Linked DNA regions of Rattus norvegicus: region 1 is linked to region 2. The links are chromatin contacts, called in public Hi-C maps. All regions are on one chromosome and are shown on one strand. Each heading gives the region's core, a stretch centred on a gene start, on an enhancer-like site or on the middle of the called end of the contact. The rest is flanking DNA. Distances are from core to core; before and after follow the strand shown.

Region 1 (3,335 bases), core at 239-2,738, 100 kb before region 2:
GAGGTCTTAAAAGCCCTGCTGTTCACCATGATCTGTCTGCCCCTGCCCTCTTGGGCTCTGCACGAAGTGCCCCTCTCTCCCAGTGGTAAGTTTCAGCATGGGTGTCCTGGCTACCTCAACTGTATTCTCAGGCCAGGAGGATGGCTCTGGCCATACTGTAGGGAAGCCAGGCCAATTTGTGTGACGCAAGCTGGGCTGGTTTGCTTCAGCATCTGTAGCCTCCAGGGACCGTCTTCTGGAGTCCCGTGCTTTTGCACTGGACTCTTTGGCTTTACCAAACACACCAAGCTTTGCCATTTACATGCCATGTGGGCCTTGCCAAGGGTTATTTCAGGGGGCTTCCTGGGAGTCTTGTTCTAAGACACCATGTTCCTTTAGTCTTAGAGACAAGTCCCAAGGTTATGAGCTCATAGGACAGTCTTCCCCTGGGGCCCCTATACTGGTGTCAATAAACCATATATTCAAGATTCCTGAGTGCTACTGCGTCTGTCCCCTGTGTGCCTGTCTACAGTTAACCTGTGTATCCAATACTCAAGTATTTTAAAAGAAGGTGTTCTAGAGAGTTCAGCCCATGGTTGATCCCGTGTGCTTGAGCAGGAACACGTGACAGACTTCATGACTGTCTACCTCAAAGCCAACCCAAGAAGAGTGGAGAGAAGTGACCGGGGACCCACAGGATGTGATCAGCTTCCAAAACCCAAGTCCTGCCTGCTGGTTTCCGCAATTTCCCAAAATAGCACCAACAGCTTGGTACTTGGGACAGAGCATTGAAAACCTGAGCCTTCAAGAGACATGGTGGGTCTGGGGACCTCTTGGCATCCAGGGTGTGTTTGGAAGCTGCTGAAGATTTGAGAAAGTACCTAGCCAGCTGGTCCTGGGACTCATCCTGAGATTGTCCATCCCACCAGCTGTGGGGTAGAGGGTCAGGCCCCTGGGGAACCCAGCATTCGGGCACTGAGTACAAGGTCCTCCAGTGAGTTGGGGCCACCTCTGGACATAGACCCTCACAGAACCACCTGCATGGGCACTAAAGCGCCAGGCATTTCTTGGGCTTCCACCCTGCTCTCTGCCTGGCACTTGCCATGTCCTTCATGCAGGGCCAAGGGCAGAAGCTCACAGAAGACGGGGTGCACAGTGGGAAGCACAGCCCGGGGGCTCTGGTGAGTGAGTGCACTGAGCGCCCACTGCTGACTTCTGAGACGCGGTTATGGGTCACTCTTTTTGTTTACATTTCCCCTAAGTTCTGTTTTCTCAGCACAGCAGACATGCTTTTGTGTTCAGTCTAATTTTATCTCAGTAGAACAGACAAATGTTAAAATTCCACGGTTTTGGGTTTATTGTCTGGAAATACCCAAATAAATTGCTTTCACATTGTTGTGACTAAAACACTGAAGAAAAGCAAGTGATGGAAGACAGTTCATTTTGGCTCACAACCCATCCAGGTAGGGTGTGAGGCCAACCGAGCAGCCCAGAAGAACAGATCTCATCCATACAGAGGAAGCAGGGCCAGCTACAAACCTTCAAAGTCCACCCCCCAGTGACCCACCACTACCCTCCACTGCACTTCCTGGAGGCTCCATAACCTTCCCAAACAGTGCCACCAGCTGCAGACCAAGTGTTCAGATCTCCGGGGACATTTCATACTCAAGCCACCACACCGAATAATCCAAAAACACCACTTAAAAATCTCTAAGGAGAGTCATAAAGAGCTTAGGGTTGCCATGGAAACAAAGCTGCAGCACAGAGCTGTGCATCAGGATTTAAGCACAGTTCTAGAACGGAGCCAAGTTAAAAGATGGTGTGTGCTAAGTCTAGAAACATGCTTGCCAAGAGCAACTGAAATACCTGACTTGTAGTGAGTCTGCTTTAGGCTGGACGTGGTGATGCACACCTTTAATCACAGCACTGAGGGAGGCAGAAGTAGGGTGATCTCTGAGTTCTAGGTTAACCTGATCTACAGAGAAACGCTGTCTTGAAACCTCAGCTGGTGAGATGTCAGCAGTAGCATAAGAGAGGGATGTTAAGACTAAGGGTCTCTCCACAGACCTCGTAGTGCCTGGGCAGCCAGGTAGATCCACAGTCCAGGTAGCTAAATCAGGGTATGAAGGGCGGCAGCTGAGGGAGCCTGCCCTGATGGCGAATTTCAATGTCAGACAAGGCTCACTGATCTAATGAAAAGCTTGAAACTACAGAACCCAGTGACTGGTCCTTAAAGACTTGCCAGAACAGGTAAGGGACCTGCCTCAGAACAATTATAGCAAGTGGCCTTTAAGAGAGACCTACCTGGATCCACTGAACTCCCCATCTGACTCTAGACCTGCAGCCCTCCGTCCCTCCACAGTGACTTGCAACTCCTGCCACCTCACCCACCTTGCTGGTTAGAATGGAATTTGCTCCCAAAGTCTTCAGTGCAATAAGCACATGCAGGGTCAAGTGGATTGGAGCCCCCAGTACCCAAGAAACCGCTCTTCAGGACAACTGAAAGCTGCCTCGGTACCCTTGGGGATCAATACATCATTTCAAGTCAAGACAACTGAGAACCGGCAGGGGCAGGGCTCAGTCCAGCCATGTAGAAGACATCATCCTGACATCTCACACAGCTCCGAGGGATAACAGGGCATCCCACAAAGCCATCTACCAAATCTCCACCAAGAGTGGAAGATATACTGCCTGCAAAGCCTACACGAGCAGTTCTTCAACCCGAGGAAGAGGCAGTTTTCAGAATCTCTGTGGTTTCTGTCATTTGGTTTGTGATTCCTTCATCAAACAGGGCGGGGGAGGGGGGATGCAAGTGAGGGTAGGGTGGGTCATCCAAAACTGAGAGTGTGCGAGATGCTGGAAGAAACCTGTTACTACTGTATAAACTATCTCAAGTCAAGATGCTCCTCCCTTGCTCTCACTCTCTCTCTCTCTCTCTCTCTCTTGCTCTTCCCCCTCGTCCCTTCTCTCCCCATTCCCCGCCCCCACTTTCCTCCACATGCTCATGGCCGGCCTTTACTCCTCTCCTCGTCTACTCTTCTCTCATTAAACCTTTCCACGTGGGGGGAAAAAAAAGGAAGCCTTCCGATAAACACCATTTCTGCTTTTTAAGTATTCTTATCTGATCCTGAGAACTAGGAGAGGCCCGGGTGCCTTCACCTTGCTGGGGTTTACTATCCCGGCCGGCCGCACTCCTTCCCCAGCCCTGGCTCAGCCCAGGCCCTGTCCACTTTGCCTTTTGGGGCCTCTTCTGTTCCCCAGCCTTGTCTGCCTTGTTTCTTTTACCCTCCCCCAATTACCCAGACGGGCCATCCCGTTGTAAACTATACTTTATGGGAAGCAGCATAAACTGCTGT
Region 2 (2,933 bases), core at 289-2,788:
GATAGATGTGGTCATTCCCACCATCCACCGCTGGGAATCAGCAACAACCTCTCACCTTTCAGAATCCCAGTCTACTATCCTCACTGCCCACCAGGGCTTAGTTGTTCTTAGTAAGAGAAAACTTGGGTGTTAACAACACATCCCATTATGAGCACAGGTGACTATCCTACCCAGTCATCCTGAGAAAGGGAGTCTTCCAAAGAAGAGAAAGAAGACACAATACTTTGAAAAGACTTTGTAAACTCTGGTTTTGACTGTGGGAATGGTGGGTATCTTGGGAAGCCAGCAAGTCTATGAGTGTAAGAGACACCAATTGCACAGCGACTCCTATAAAGTTTATGTGATTGGTGCTGGCTTATAGTTGAGAGGTTTAGTCCGTTATCATCATGGAGGGAAGCACAATGGCTCACTGTAAGACATGGTTTTTGGAGAGGTAGCCAAGAGTTCTACATCCAGATTGGCAGGCATCAGGAAGACACAGTGAGCCTCTGGGCCTGGCTTCTGCTTCTGAAACCTCAAAGCCCACCCCCAGTGACACATTTTCTCCAACAAGGTCACACCTACTCTAACAACTCCATACCTTAATAATTGTGCCTTTCCCTATAAGCGTGCAGAGACCATTTTCATTCAGACCACCACACAGTACCAACTCAGCTCTTAAGAATTGTCTGAAAAAGATGGCTGTGGCATGAGGGCAGAGCCTTTAGGACCTGCACATTACACTTGTGGTGTGGGTGTGAGAGTGCAGTGATCTTTTGACAATCTTTTCATCCCGTTACATTTTTACTTTGCCATTTTGTGCTGTTGCCTTTACTGTTCTCACATGGCTCAATCCTTACTCCTGAGTTTATCTTTGTTTTACAGGACAAGGGCTCAGAGGACTGGACGCGTTCAGATGTCGGTGTCCCCCCAGTTCTTGACCCTGGTCCTGTCTCCAGCCCGTCTCAGCTTACCCACTCTTGACTCCTTTGAGCCGTTCCGAGGGGCAGTTCTGGTCGTAGTGGCTTTTATACTTTCACGGAATTCTTCAGTCCAGAGAGTTCTCCTGCACCAGGCCCTGCACAGTTGCACTCAGTGCACTCAAGTGCTCACTGTTGTTTAGTCAGTAACTGCTTTCTGGTTTGAAAGATGCAGTGGTTCCTCCCTGCCCTGAATCCTTCCTACATGTCACCTACTGAACTGTCAGCCTCCTCAGAGCAAGTCTTAACAGACTTGTTCCAGTTATGCCCACCCACCTTACATTAGGGAAGGCTAAGACATAAGGCACCTTAAGTCAGTGACAGCTCCAAACTTACACGCCATCTGTTGGCTGTAGCTGTCTGCTCAGATCGGAGCTTTCGGGCGGCCCTGGATGGTGGTGCAGGCTGCAGGGGCAGGCGCTTCTGTTGCAGGAGTCCTTTGGGGCATTTTTCTGGGTATCGTGTAAGTCCCAAATTTAAACTATGTGGTATTTTCCCAGCTTTTTAAGAATGTGGTCATTGTTTAAATGAAATAGAGAGGAAGCATTGCACCAGCAATGATATTCTTCAGGTTTCTATGGTTACTCTATTGTAATGGAGGTGTGGTGCTTGCCAAAATGTTACACACTATCCTTAGCCAGAGATTGAAAGTAACAGCTGTGCTTGTCATTCGCTGCAAGATGGACATGCACAAAGCTGTGGAAGTTTCCAGAAAAGTAGAGAGCAGGCTGACCTAGATGTTCAGGGTGGAGCGCCATACAGCCTTGAACTGTCCCACACAGAAGGCTGCTTTGTAACCATGCTCACTGCCTGGGGATTTAGTTAAAGGGAACACTGCATCTTTGAGTGAGAAAGTGTACAGTTCTTCTCCTGCAGCATGTCAGCACCGCGAGCTCATCTTTCAGCAGTGTAATGACTTGTATGTAATAAAGCCTTCATGAGCTCTCCTCACGAAGCTGTTGCCAAGTTAGAGATGTTTCTGGTACTGCTGAGTTAACGTCATAAAAGGCTAGCAGTAACTGTTGAAGCTCTCTTTTTCTTTCCTTCTCTCCTATATTTTGTTCCTGCACTGTGTGCTGTGGAGTTGATGGTGTTATCCCAGTGCAGTGCCTCCCAACCCCTCACTGCTCTCTGATGAGAAATTTGCCTTGTTCAATACTTACTGTGCTATTGCATGACTGTTAAGGTCTCTGTGCAGAGACCAATGTCCAAGTGTCACATCCTTTGGTTGAGTGAAATCTGTTGTGACCTCTGAGTTGTATTCCATGAAGAGAATGCTACCCAGAAGATAATATAGGAAAGATAATTATATTATTAACTTTTCATTTCTCAACTGTCCTTTTATTTTCTTGGTTTTTATTTTATTTTATTTTATTTTGATAGCAATGGAAAATGGGTTCTATAGACTGCCTGTTAGTATGAACAGCAGTGCAATGCACTTGTAACTCATGGAAATAAATGTACATCTTTATCTTTACACCGATGATAAGATGCAGTGTTGATTTCCTCTGGATCGGTGTGTCCTAATCAATTTATAACTTGTGCTTCAGACAGAACTGTTCATGGGCCTTACTCTATTTCTCTCCACCCCACTCCCCATGCACTGCCCCACACATCAGTTTACATAAGATGGCATGCACCTTTAATCCCAGCATTCAGAAGTCAGAGGCAGGTGGGTCTCTGAATTGGAAGCAAGCCTGGTTTGCATAGGGAGGTCCAAGACAGTTGGGACTTTCTAGGCCCTGTCTCAGAAACCAAAAGAAAGGTCCTCCCCTTCTGCCCTGAAGAGCAAATGAATCTGACATGGTCCTCTCTTAAAACCAGGTCTCAAGTAGTCAGAACAAACATACCGAGGTGGAGTCTGGTTCCCTCTGAAAAGGGCCTTCTTGCCCCCAGGAGTGGGGGGAGGGGCGCAGGTGTCTGTTCAGCGTCCCATGGCACCCGCCACCACCACCCCCCCCATGGCACCTGCCA

What was found. A called contact is a pair of places that touch in the nucleus more often than the background predicts.
Region 1: a Hi-C map of frontal cortex shows a contact between it and region 2, with 1.8 times the contacts expected there. The contact joins two enhancer-like sites. A contact is called at or near these places in 5 of 12 Hi-C or Micro-C datasets (the A7r5 cell line, Schwann cells, frontal cortex and 2 more).

The regions. Positions count from the first base shown.
Region 1 is chr11:97,565,759-97,569,093 of GRCr8, reverse strand. It overlaps a transcript of Ppm1f not described here. Among named protein-coding and RNA genes, the nearest start is that of Ppm1f, 31 kb to the left of the region's middle. Within about 2 kb of position 1,488, at least 28 of the 93 cell types and tissues checked have an H3K27ac peak or open chromatin away from gene starts, as enhancers often do.
Region 2 is chr11:97,464,271-97,467,203 of GRCr8, reverse strand. Mapk1 (mitogen activated protein kinase 1) reads left to right here. Exons shown (of 9, transcript NM_053842.2): 9 at 865-2,933. Among named protein-coding and RNA genes, the nearest start is that of Ypel1, 25 kb to the right of the region's middle. Within about 2 kb of position 1,538, at least 29 of the 93 cell types and tissues checked have an H3K27ac peak or open chromatin away from gene starts, as enhancers often do.